3 separate regions of the Mus musculus genome follow, and regions 1 and 3 are each linked to region 2. Evidence: chromatin contacts called from public promoter capture Hi-C data. All regions are on one chromosome and are shown on one strand. The core of a region is the stretch at or near the end of the contact, and the rest is flanking DNA. Distances in the headings are between cores, read along the strand shown. Region 1 holds the start of Nt5e (5' nucleotidase, ecto). Region 2 holds the start of Zfp949 (zinc finger protein 949). Region 3 holds the start of Bcl2a1d (B cell leukemia/lymphoma 2 related protein A1d).

Region 1 (3,965 bases), core at 1,182-3,681, 220 kb after region 2:
GCTACAGCCGTGAAAGCTATGGTCCACGAAGGCCAAATCATGTGTATTGAACCCCACCCACGACTCACCCCACCCATATGTTCTAAAGACCTCTCTGAAAAGTGGAGCTATAGATTCTGTTATCCCCTCTCCTCCCACTCTTGACACCGGCCAGTGTAGCTTATTTTTCCTCAGGCCCCACTTCAATGACTTGGATAGACATTTGTAAGAAAGCAATTCCATCCCACAAAAAGTATTCTAAACATTCAAGGGTGATGGGTTCCAACTTGTAGTACATTGTTGTGGCCCCATCCTGTCTTAAAGAGGGACGCATTTTTACTAAGGAATATTTACCCACATGAGAAGAAAAAGAGTGTTCGAAAAAGAAAATGCTGTAAAGTTGTGGCTTATATGTGAAATCAAAGCAAACCCAGACGTTGTTTATCCACCCTTCTGAGAGGAAGTAGAGACGTGAGCTAGTTAACAATCCGAATATGTAAATGTTTGTATTGCCGTTACCACTTGCAAAGCTTCGAGTAGGTCTAGCTGTGGAAAAAGAAAGCTGAGAGACTGCAGAGTTCTTGAGGTCGGAATTTCTTTTGCCAAGCTGCTGCTGAGCATGATGGCCCTCCCCAGACAACTCTGTAGGCTTAAGGACTGTTAGAGCCGTTCTTGCATTGAGAGTCTCTAAGCCAATATTCAGTAGGAAGGGAGCTCTCACCCTTCTCTGACCTCTGAGCTGTTCCTGTACACAGTGGGTAGTCTGCTGTCTGCACCTTACTTTCCCTCCCACACCCTCTGGTTTCACAGAGTTCTGAGAACTCGCCCTGCTATTTCTCTTGCTAAGCCCTTATGATTGTTGTTGTTGTCTCTGATTTTTTCCCCAGAACAGGGCAGAATCTTTTACCGGAGGCATCCACACTGGGTTGAATGTGAGTGGTGGCTCAATTAATTTTTACGTCTCAGTTACATCTCAGTTATGTTTTATTTGATTATTCTTTATCCCTTCTCAACAAGCAAGGCATCACCTCCAACAGAGTGTTGGGAAGTGAGGACTAATCTCTCTCTCTCTCTCTCTCTCTCTCTCTCTCTCTCTCTCTCTCTCTCTCTCTCTCTCTCATGCTAGGCTGGCCTCTCTTTTGTAACCAAGGATGACTCTGAACTTTGGATCTTTCAACCTTTACCAGGATTGCCCTGCAAGCCTAGTTTGGGCGATGCCAGGGATCAAATCCAGGGCCTTTGGAATTCTAAGAAAGTACTCTAACAATGGAGCTGCATCCCCAGCCCCCTTATCTCTCCAGTTAGGCTCTTTCGGAATCTCTACAGCCAATCGGTTTTTATTGAGCCCCTGAAATCCCAGCTTTTCCGCGTTTGGGTTCTCTCTGACTTTTTTTTTTTTAACTTGCTCTTTTGAGGCAGTGCCTGGGAGCAACAAGAACTAACAGTTACAGAGATTATATTATTATATTATGTGCACAACAGTGCTTTGAGGTCAACATTCTTCTTCGCATTTCATAGCAGATTTGGCCACCGAGGTCTAATAAATAACTAGTATAAGGTCACAGAAAAGTAACTGACCTGTAAATCGACCTAAGGAGGTGAGCTCATTGTGCTCGGACTTCAGAGCCAATCGGATGTGTTTTCCTCCTTGGGGGCTGGTGACCTGAATAATTTTTGACCCGATTTCCTTTCAGTAAAGTAAGGATGAAGAATTGTTTGGAAGACAGAGCAGATGGGAGAGGTGGAGGAGACTGGGATGGGTCTCCAGCCCTTGATAATTTTCAGTGCTCGAGCTGAAGCACCTGTAGGCAGTAGGGTCCCTCTTCTAATTGTCTCAGTTCGCTACGGGACCCCAATAACATCAGTTTAAGAAAATAATCTAAGAGACGCCCTCACTTAGTGAATGAATCCTTAGGTGGCCTGGGTCGAGTTCCACCTGTACATCTCTGAGCACTATCAGACCACTAGCGAGTTCTCCAGCCTTTCTCTCTCTGGGTCTGGGACTCCTACCCCGGGAACTTTCTCCTTACCATAGCATCGTAGCCCAGGATGTTCATGAAGTGTGCCACTTCAAGGCCTTTGTAAACGGTGAACCAGATGGTGCCCTGGTACTGGTCTCCGGCATCCAAAAACAGCACGTTGGGTTCTTCCTTGCGGATCTGCTGCACCTTGGTAAAGAGCCGGGCCACGCCGCCCACACACAGGCTGGCGTTGAGGCACTTGGTGGAGTCATCGCTGGTCTGCTCTAGCCGGCTGTGCACGTCGTTTGTGTGCAGGATCGTGAGCTCCCAGGCACTGGCTGCGGGCCACTGTGGTAGTAGAGCGCTCAGTGCGAGAAGCAGCCACTTGGGTACCTTAGCGGCCGCGGGACGCATGGCTGGCTAGAGCGCGTTGAGCGGGTGGACTGGCCCTGAGCCCAGTGAGCACCGGCCACCGGGGCCTCTACTAAACTGCGGAGTAGAGGAGGGCGGGGCGGGGACAGACCCGCCTCTTCCAGCCCCAGGCCCTCCCGCTTGCAGACACACTCCCCGAGTCACCCGATGCGACCCTGGCACCCGAGGCACCCGGGAGCCTCTGGCCCAGCACACGCAGCCCGCAGGGAACAGAGAGGAGGTTGTTCGCCTGGTGAGCGAGCAGGTCCGAGAGGCTGGGTGCCGCAGTCCCCGGGCGGGCGGCGGTGACAACTGCAGGGGCAGCGTTCCGGATCCTCACTCTCTATTACACCGATTTCTCCAGAAGAGTGTACAGCGGCTTGTGTTGCTCGGTGGCTCGGTCGCCGAAAAAGAAGGGGCTGGGGCGGGGGGGGTGGGGGGGGGAAGGAAAGGAAGACAAACGTGGGAGTGAGAGGGGTCCAGAGCCCGCCTGAGAGGTGCGCTGGAAGGTTGCTTCGGTGGGACCGGGACACACCGGCCGAGACGCTACTTAGGTTTGAGGACGCAACCGCTCCACGTATTCGAGCTGGAATCTCAGGAGCAAAGCAATCTTTGGGACCCTCAGCGGTGGCATAGGGCCAGCTCTGAAAGCTAAGGCGGATCCTAGCGGGTAAACCTGACAGCTACTCTGGGGCGCTCCTCCCTTACCTTTTGTGGTGTGTGTGTGTTTGTGTGTGTGTGTGTTTGTGTGTGTGTGTGTGTGTGTGTGTGTTTGTGTAAAGCTTTTAGCAGTAATAGTGGGGATCCATATTTGTTATGAACAAATCATTAAATATAAATCGCCACAGCACAAATTCCCTGTCTAATGGATTAACCCCTGTGTTTGAATGAAGTATAGTCAACACGCTAGTAGTTCTGAGAAAGGAAAGAGTATTGGTGAGGTTCCCGTGTGTTCTGGTCATTATAGAAGTTATCTAATGCCCACACAATTCCAGAATGCACCAGGTCTGCATTGTTACACACACACACACACACACACACACACACACACACACACTACATTGGGGCATACCTGTAATCCTAGCACTCAGGAGACTGAGTTGAGAGTTGAAAGTATGGGGTACATAGTGAGGCCCTATCTCACCCACAACCAAGTTGCTTTTCAATTGCAATAAAATATACATCATATATACAGGATGTGCATTACCGCGTACTGTCCTAAGTTTACAGATATTTGCCATCATTCATTTCCCAGAACATTTTTATCTTTCCAAGATTGCATTGTAAACTCATTAAACAGTGACTCCCACACAACACGGTGGCAATCACCTATAATTACAGTTCTTGGGAGTCCCGGCAGGAAAACAGTCTGGTCATGTAGTGAGTTAGTGAAGCCTGCCTCAACAACAGCAGCAGCAACAACAACAACACAAACAAACTAAACTACCAACTAACCAAAACCACCTCTCCATTTCCTTCCTTTCCAGCCTCTGGCAGTCAACATTGCATTACCAGTTTGTATAGATTTGATCATTCTAAGGACCTCATAGTTGTTCTTTTCTGACGGAATTTGTTTTACTTGGTGCAATGCCTTCAAGACTCAGTGTGTCAGCA
Region 2 (3,908 bases), core at 25-2,524:
GTTCCTATAACAATACTAGAATCTTCTGAGATAACCTCTTATCTCTGGTACTAGACATTTTCAGAAACTAAACAAAGCCTCAGACAGTGTTTCTCAACCTTCCTAATGCTGCAACTCTTTACTACAGTTCCTCATGCTGTGGTGACCCTCAGCCATAACATTATTTTTAATGATTATTAGATTATTAGTAATTTTGCTCAATGTTATGAATCCTAATGTAAACTTCTGATATGCAGGATATCTATGTGATAGTCAACCCCTGTGAAAGGGCCGTTTGACACTACCCACCCACCCCCAACCCTTTCAGGTTGAGAATCCACATGTGGAGAACCACTGTTCTAAGAGCTCAAACCTCAAGTGCCAAAAACATCACTTCATAAAGACAGGAAAACTGACGAATACAATTGCCAATACACATAAGGGTACAGTCACTACGGGAGAATTTCTCTAGGAATTTCAGGCCAATTCATTGGGATAAAAACCACCCTCTTTCTTACAGATGTGTGGGTCACAGACCTCCCCCTTCCGGCTCCAGCACCGTGGTATCAACTTACAATTTTCCCAGGCTCGCAGTTTGGGATTTCTGGGTCGTGTGAAAATTCCCAGTTTTGTAATCCGGTCTCAGATTAACGATCTTTCTCCACCCCAACTCTCCCAAAAAATGGATGCCAAGCAGGTAGCAAGATTCTTTACTGGAATGTGAGCTCACACAGGAGGCTTCCCGGCCCTGACAATCCACAGACATGAACCGCCCTCACCCCCAAGTCGCCATCTTGGGCTCTCACCTCCTTGGCAGAGCGTCCGTGTTGGCCCTTTTGGACTGATGGAATCACAGATCCAAATACTCCTAGCGCAGTCTTCGGATAAAGCAACCATTAAAGCCCTGTTCAGGCCGACTGTTCCGACTGGGAACGATGGGTCTCACAGTCACCTTCCCCTGAGCCGCTGCGGTCCGCCCTCGAACTGCGACTCAGTCCCTCCTCCAAGACCCACCTATGTTTCTGTTTCCACTGAAGTAGAAGGCACGGGTCCCGCTTCCCGAAGGTTCCGAGACCACTCTCCTCTTTTCGTCTTTCCCACCCGCCTTCAGAAACCCTGCAAGAAACGCACAGCCTGAGCAAAGGCGTCAGCACAGAGCCTGGATGCGACTTTCTATGCGGTAGCTGCCAAGAGAGCGCAGGACACAGAGATGCCTACCAGCCAAATGTCAGAGCTGTTTACCTGCTCCTGTGTGGGAGGGCCTTGTATGTTAGGGACTACATTACCCATGAGCCTCTGGGAAACTATGGTAAGTATAGAAGGACATTTTTCCACCGGGTCCACTATCGAATTACCAAGATTCAGATCAAGTACCTATCTGATAATCGCGATATGAAATTCCTTCACCTTTCTCTCATGTGAACCCCAAGTATCCCAAAGTAGTATAGAACCTGAGAAGGAAGCTTCAGTGTGTTCATCCTAGAATCAGACCAAATATCTCTGTGGGAGACGTGGAGCCTTAGAAAATCGGTGTGATATCTTTTGTAGGGTAGTCACCAGAGAAGACTACTAAACATGGGTTTAAGCCAATAAAAAGTCTTATTATCCAGACTGCAACTACCCTTGATGTTCAGGAGATCAGAGAAGCCCCACAAAATCCATGTCCCAGATTGATATATTTCAGTTCAGAACAATTAGCCAGACGCAGAACTTCAGAAGCCAGAAGGCAAGGTTAGTACATTTAGAGACTTTCCCGTAACTATGGACTTTGATGGATTAGGTTTTTGTTATAGTTTTGGCAGATGGCGCTGTCTACATGCTGAGTTTTACAGCCTGAATAGTATTTTTGTCCAGGAGTCAGCTATGCTAAGGTCTCAGAGCCTACTAAGGTCTGGGGCTCTCTTCTGGCTGTACAGAGCACTGCAGGAAGCTGAACGCTTCGTGTTTCTTAAATCCTATGAACCATTTACATCACTAGTGTATCGTCAAATTGAGCATTCTGGTACAGCACACAGTAATTTTCAAGTTCATTTTGAAATCGAACCAACATGTTGGACTTCCATTGTAATAGGAAGAAACCACAAACTATATGAATTGACAAGAGACAAAAGTTATGTTGTGTGTTGCCAATAATGCTTAGAAATAATTTGAATTTGAAATGAAAAAAATCACTTACTAAAATTGAAATGTGTTTTGTTTTGTTTTTTTGAGTCGGGATTTCTCTGTGTAGTCCTGGCTGTCCTGGAACTCACTCTGTAGACCAGGCTGGCCTCAAACTCAGAAATCCGCCTGCCTCTGCCTCTCGAGTGCTGGGATTAAAGGCGTGCGCCCCCACTGCCTGGCGAGATAATTTTTTTAAATCTTCAAAAATGAACAAATTCAAACTGAATGTGGTGGCGCATGCCTTTAATCCCAGCACTCCAGAGTCAGGAAAAAAAAAAAAGCGTTTGAGGCCAGCCTGGTCAACAGAATAGTGAATTCCAGGACAGCCAGAACGACACAGTAAAATCTGTCTCAAAAAAAAAAGGGGGGGGGGGGGGGAGACATACTCAGGAGTCAAACAAAATCTAAATAAATTTAAACAATCCCTGCCCAGAGTTGATACATTACACATTATTAAGATGAATTTTTCAACATAAACTAAATATCACTATAATCTCAATAAAGTTCCGTGAAAATGTTTCTATTTGTAGAGTGAAAGACATAAAGGCTTCAAACCTACAGGAATCTGCTTGTCTTCTACATTCCAAGTGCTGAGATTAAAGGTATGCACCACCAGGCCTGGCTCTGAATAACTTACTCCTAACAAATAAAATAATGAAGTGTCATTTGGAGGACTGTCTTATACAGAAACTGTACCTGTAGCCTCTATTTGTGCATTCTTTCTTCCTCTTTATCATTTGGCCTGAAGGAAGCCAAATGCCATTTTGCAGATTGGGCTGTAGAGGGCGCCATGGGAATAGTCTTGGAAACTAAGATCCGGCTCAAGTGGAGCTTGAGATGACTGTAGCCCTGAATATGGTGTTAATAAAATGGTAATTAAGTTTTATTTTTATCTTTTTGCCTGAGACAGGGTTTCTCTATATAGCCCTGGATATCCTAGAACTCATTGCATGTATCAAACTGGTTTTACCTCACAGAAATCTGCCAACCTCTGCCTCCTGAGTGTTGGGTTAAAGGTGTGTACCACCGTGCTCTGCAGGAAATTGAACTCTAAGCTAAAGAAGCTCTTGAATAAATCACAAACAGAAATAATAATTTGAATTTTGTATAACCTATAAAAATCCTTTTATAGCCAGGCATAGCTATCAGACCTCTGAGTTCCAGGCCAGCCTGATCTACACAGTGAGTTCCAGAACTACTCAGAGCTGCACAGAGAAATCCTATTTCCAAAACCCTAAATAAATGAACATCCTCTTATGATACTAATAAATTTTCATGAACAGAACTCCCCATGCTGTCCGATAATAACTGTCTATTGAGCTTCTAATTCATTCTGTGGGTCCAAACTGCATCTCTATGATCATTCCTCTGGAATTAATACCCAGAACGGCATTCACTTTATAGAGAATGCTGCAGGGGTGCCCTCTTGTGACAAGCTCCTTGTATACATGTGTCTGTACATAGTTTTCAGGAGCATGGAAAACCATCTGAAATCAAATCAAACATAGAATGTCCTGCATTACTAAACCATTTTGTACCAGAACTTTTAAGGAAAGGAAGGGTCCCAGAGGGCTTGAAGCTATAACGGATGGTATGAATAATTCACACTAATATGGTCCTCCGTAATTATGCTGATGGCTCTAACAACACCAGAGTGAAATGGAGGCTGAACACTGCTTAAATGGGTAGCAAAGGTGCTCCTTTCCTACTCTGAATACAGACGGATTCCCAGGAAGGAGGAAGCCTTCCACCAAGGAAGTCACCTG
Region 3 (4,342 bases), core at 362-2,861, 180 kb before region 2:
AGTAGGGTGTAGTGGGGTTGGAGAGTACTCAAAAAGCAGGTTAATATAATCTACATGTTGCATAAAGTTGTATAACCGGTTTCTTTCTGAGGACATTGGCTTGTATGGAGTGTGGCTTCAGAGTCCTGCCTTGCTATCACTGAATGGAAACAGGCAGTGGGGCCTGTGGCCTCTAATGCAGTTGGTGGTAGGTTTAAGACAGGTCAGCTAGCTTTGAATCAATGACTGTTGTGTGTTTCCACATCTACCACAAGTTTCTATTTCCCTGCACTCTGAGCAGCCTCTCTCCCTCCCTTCTCATCTTTATAGTAATGGTTCATAAATACAAGTTGTAAATGAATTTCTCTTCTGTGTTTGCCGTTGCTCATAAGATGCTGATGCAAAGAATCGAAGTCGTTGCATGTATGAAGGAGGAAAACGGGAGGAGGAAACAGTTGATATTTCTTTTTTTTTTTTTCCAGGTGGACATATCAATATTTATTGATTTTTTTTTCAGTTGATATTTCTAAGGATGTGAATTGTTTCTATTTCTCCACCACTGACTCTTCAGGCAAGCATAGCTCCTCATCTCCATGCATTCAGCAGCTGCTTTCACTGCTACATACTTAGGTGAGGGGACTTAAGATGCAATTCAAAGTTTCAATGTTGCCTTAACCACTGATTCACAATCTCCACTAAGCTCTCAGAGTTGCTTATCAAAGCTCAACAAAATGATATATTTTCTCTTAACTTCAAATTGTGGACTCTGGAAGTTCTGTACTCACTAGGTCCGGGGGTAAGTGAGAAGTCAAATCCTCATTCATTCATGACAGAATGAAGAGAGCATCATGAAGCACCTACATCTCACAGACACAGTAGCAGGAGCAGTATTTAGGTCATCTCCTTTAGCTTCACCCCACGCCTCTAAAGTCAGTCTCGATGGCTTCCTTTTTCAAGTTCAAGCCAAAGCCACAATAAACAGGAAGAAGGATTTGTCTACAACTGCAACAAGGCACTATGACTCTTATGTCAGTACTCCTAATTTCTCCCATGATTTCTAACCCAGATAATGGATAATGTATGTGATATAAGAAAATGTTTTAAGGACTAGAGAGGTGAGTGACTCAGGAATTAAGAACACTTGCTGCTGTTTCAGGGGATCCCAGGTTTCGTCTCAGCGCTTATACCAGGCTGCCTCTTACTCATGTTCTAAGGGATCTGACACCCTCTTCTCGGTTCTGTGGGTTTCCAGGCACGTGATACATATACATACTCTCAGGCAAGTCCAAAGAAAAAAGTAAACGAATACTTAAAATGAAATATGTACTGAGTTTATAGCCGGATCGTTTTCTATCAGAAATTCTAAATTGACGAAAAGAGCTAACTTTGTCTCCTCTCAACCTGGTCTATATACCTCTCAAGTGTACTACTGCCAGAGTGACTTTGAAGAGCCTCTAGTTCCCACCTACTTAGAGGGATCTTGTTTCTCCACATCCTCTCATTTTTGACTTTTAAACTGAATCAGAAGAGGAAGTGGTGTGTTGCTCTGAAACATTTTCCTCCTTCAGAGTCTGAACTTTGGCTTTCACAGACCGCCCACGCACATAAGTGACGAGAAGGAAGGACGCTGTGACATGATGCAAACAGAAATTCCAACAGCCTCCAGATATGATTAGGGTTCCTCCCCTGACAAGACCTATCTTTGCAGTCTTTGCCTCCTTGGCCTCTAGGTGGGCAGCAGCAGTCAGCTCTGCCAGGGAAGATGTCTGAGTACGAGTTCATGTATATCCACTCCCTGGCTGAGCACTACCTTCAGTATGTGCTACAGGTACCCGCCTTTGAGTCGGCTCCAAGCCAAGCATGCAGAGTGCTACAAAGAGTTGCTTTCTCCGTTCAGAAGGAAGTTGAAAAGAATCTGAAGTCATACTTGGATGACTTTCACGTGGAATCCATAGATACCGCCAGAATAATATTCAACCAAGTGATGGAAAAAGAGTTTGAAGATGGCATCATTAACTGGGGAAGGATTGTGACTATATTTGCCTTTGGGGGTGTTCTCCTCAAAAAACTTCCACAAGAGCAGATTGCCCTGGATGTAGGTGCTTACAAACAAGTTTCCAGTTTTGTGGCAGAATTCATAATGAATAACACAGGAGAATGGATACGGCGGAATGGAGGTTGGGTATGTGTGATGACTATATATATATATTTTTTTTTCTAGTGAAGAATAGGAATGAAGAGTTTCCTTACTAATTAAAACAAACAAGAAAGTAACAATCAAAGGACTTCAGTCTGTTTGTATGCCTTGTTTTTAGATACTCTGAGTTAAAATTAAACAAAACAAAAATCCCCTGGGTCCTTTCCAATGGCCTCTACTTGAAATGTTTTTTTAAGGCTTTTTAAAATAAGATTTATACATTTGTTTTATGTATGTGAGTACACTGTCACTGTCTTCAGACACATCTGAAGAGGGTATGAGATTCCATTACAGATGATTGTGAACCACCATGTGGTTGCTGGGATTTGAACTCAGGACCTCTGAAAGAGCAGTCTGTGCTCTAAACTGCTGAGCCATCTCTCCAGCCCACTCCCCACCCCCGTCTTTTTATAGTTGGAGAACATTTGTGTTTCCAGCTTTAATTCTAGCTGTGAGGTCTGGGCTTGAGATCAGCACCATATTTTTTAAAACAATATCTTCAATATCAGAAGTGCAGATCCCCAAGTGCCTGCCTCTTGCTAGGGTTTCTCATGACAATCTAGAACTAGTACAGAAAGAGCTGGTATTAAATACTGTCATATGTACTTCACTGTGTTGTAATAGTCAACTATGTGTATGCTTTTATACATACATTACTTACACACTATTTTCCATTTTCTTAGCACACTATCATGTGTAGCTAACCAGACTCCCCTACAAAGTCACTAGGGGTCAAATCTAGAGCCTAATGTGGTCTGAACATATGCTTTATCAGTGTACTGTATCCTTAGCCTCATGGTTAGTCTTTCTGGGGAATATTTTACAAATTGGTATCCGGGCTATACACAGAAGTGCCAATTACGGAACCATGGAAAGAAAGATAAACGGACCAAAACTTCAAGGTTATCTTCAACTACATAGTAAATCAGTAGAAGGCCACCTCTGGTCACATGAAGGACTCATTCATCTCACCCACCCAAATAGTACATAGATTTATTCTGTAACTGCTTTCGTCAACCCAGTACACTTAAAATAACATTTTAAAGACTATTTTATGGTCTGAGGAAGTACATCAATCGTGGAGTCCCTGTATTGTGTGAACAAGATCTCTAGTCCCACACCGAGTTCTTAGTCTGTTTTGTTGTATATACATGTTGTTGGAGACTTGGCCTCTTCCAGCTGGCATATATTTATTTGAGTTATTTCCAGACCTTTTCCTGCGTGTAGGTATGTTTTCTAGGGTGGATATTTGCTTGTATATTTACTTGCTCAGGGTGTATATCCACTTTGAAATTACTGGAGTTTTCCCTTCCATAGTGGTTCTACCAGAGCATGTTGAGAGCATCCTGTATTCCCTTGGTCCAAGTCCTCTAGTATGAGGTCCTAGTAATTTATTAACTTTCTCCACTGTGTTACACTAAATACACACACCTAGTTATTTTGTGTTAATTCTTTTCCCCTTGGTTACTAGCACAGCTTCTCTTCATGTTGAGCATCTATTCATGTTTACTGACTAATTCTTAGAATTGCCTGTTTTGCCCAGTTTTCAATGGATGTATTAACTTATAAGAACTCTGAGAATTCTTATATGTGGCAGAGTATTTTTAGTTTGTTTCTTATCTTCTAAAAACTGTTTATGTTTTCATTAATTACAAGTATTTAAAAGTTTGGTGCAATTGACTTTATTGAACACTGGCTGTTCCATTTATGTTTTGTTAGAAGTCTGCTTGCTTAGTGCTGTCTTACTGTAAGTCAGTCCTCCTTTTCAACTACTCTTCTTTCTAACTTGGACTGATTTGGGTCTAGCTAAAACATGTTAGAAAAATTTCTGCTGCACTGTGTACAACTTAAGTGAAGACAAATGTCTTCTAGCCCAGCAGCCACAAATGATCCTAGAGCAAAGAGTCTCACAAGCTCTGTAGGTTTACACTATGTTCCTTCCCATTGTCTAGCACAGCATGTGCAAGACAGAATATCTGTTACTAAAAAATCTAACTCCTTACTAAGATATTGTATGAATTCTTAAAATTCCAATGAATGAATGGTTTAGAGTGGTCTCTTAGAATCTCTAGAAATGCATTCATTATCTGGGAGTCACAGAGATATTAGCATATATGTAGTAGGGAAAGTCTATCTTACTAGAGGTATGAAAGAACCCCTCTTCTC

What was found. Capture Hi-C pulls out chosen DNA fragments and counts their contacts.
Region 1: a promoter capture Hi-C map of liver shows a contact between it and region 2. The contact joins the promoter of Nt5e here to the promoter of Zfp949 in region 2. A contact is called at or near these places in 6 of 39 promoter capture datasets (cranial neural crest, hippocampal neurons, liver and 2 more), 1 of 15 datasets of contacts at CTCF or cohesin (large pre-B cells), 6 of 484 Hi-C or Micro-C datasets (Sertoli cells, cardiomyocytes, embryonic stem cells and 2 more), 5 of 115 datasets of contacts at active chromatin or transcription factors (effector CD8 T cells, embryonic stem cells, pancreatic cancer cells and 1 more) and 3 of 9 other capture datasets (adipose tissue, embryonic stem cells and liver).
Region 3: a contact with region 2 is called in a promoter capture Hi-C map of liver. The contact joins the promoter of Bcl2a1d here to the promoter of Zfp949 in region 2. A contact is called at or near these places in 1 of 39 promoter capture datasets (liver), 3 of 484 Hi-C or Micro-C datasets (B cells, bone marrow-derived macrophages and uterus), 4 of 115 datasets of contacts at active chromatin or transcription factors (the 230-238 cell line, CD8 T cells, bone marrow-derived macrophages and 1 more) and 3 of 9 other capture datasets (adipose tissue, liver and pancreatic islet).

Annotation. Positions count from the first base shown.
Region 1 is chr9:88,326,075-88,330,039 of GRCm38.p6, reverse strand. It overlaps Nt5e (5' nucleotidase, ecto), which reads right to left and starts at 2,431. Exons shown (of 9, transcript NM_011851.4): 1 at 2,010-2,431. The coding sequence starts at 2,354.
Region 2 is chr9:88,545,386-88,549,293 of GRCm38.p6, reverse strand. Zfp949 (zinc finger protein 949) reads right to left here and starts at 1,274. Exons shown (of 6, transcript NM_001142943.1): 1 at 786-1,274.
Region 3 is chr9:88,729,119-88,733,460 of GRCm38.p6, reverse strand. It overlaps Bcl2a1d (B cell leukemia/lymphoma 2 related protein A1d), which reads left to right and starts at 1,611. Exons shown (of 2, transcript NM_007536.2): 1 at 1,611-2,161. The coding sequence starts at 1,742. It also overlaps a transcript of Gm10634 not described here.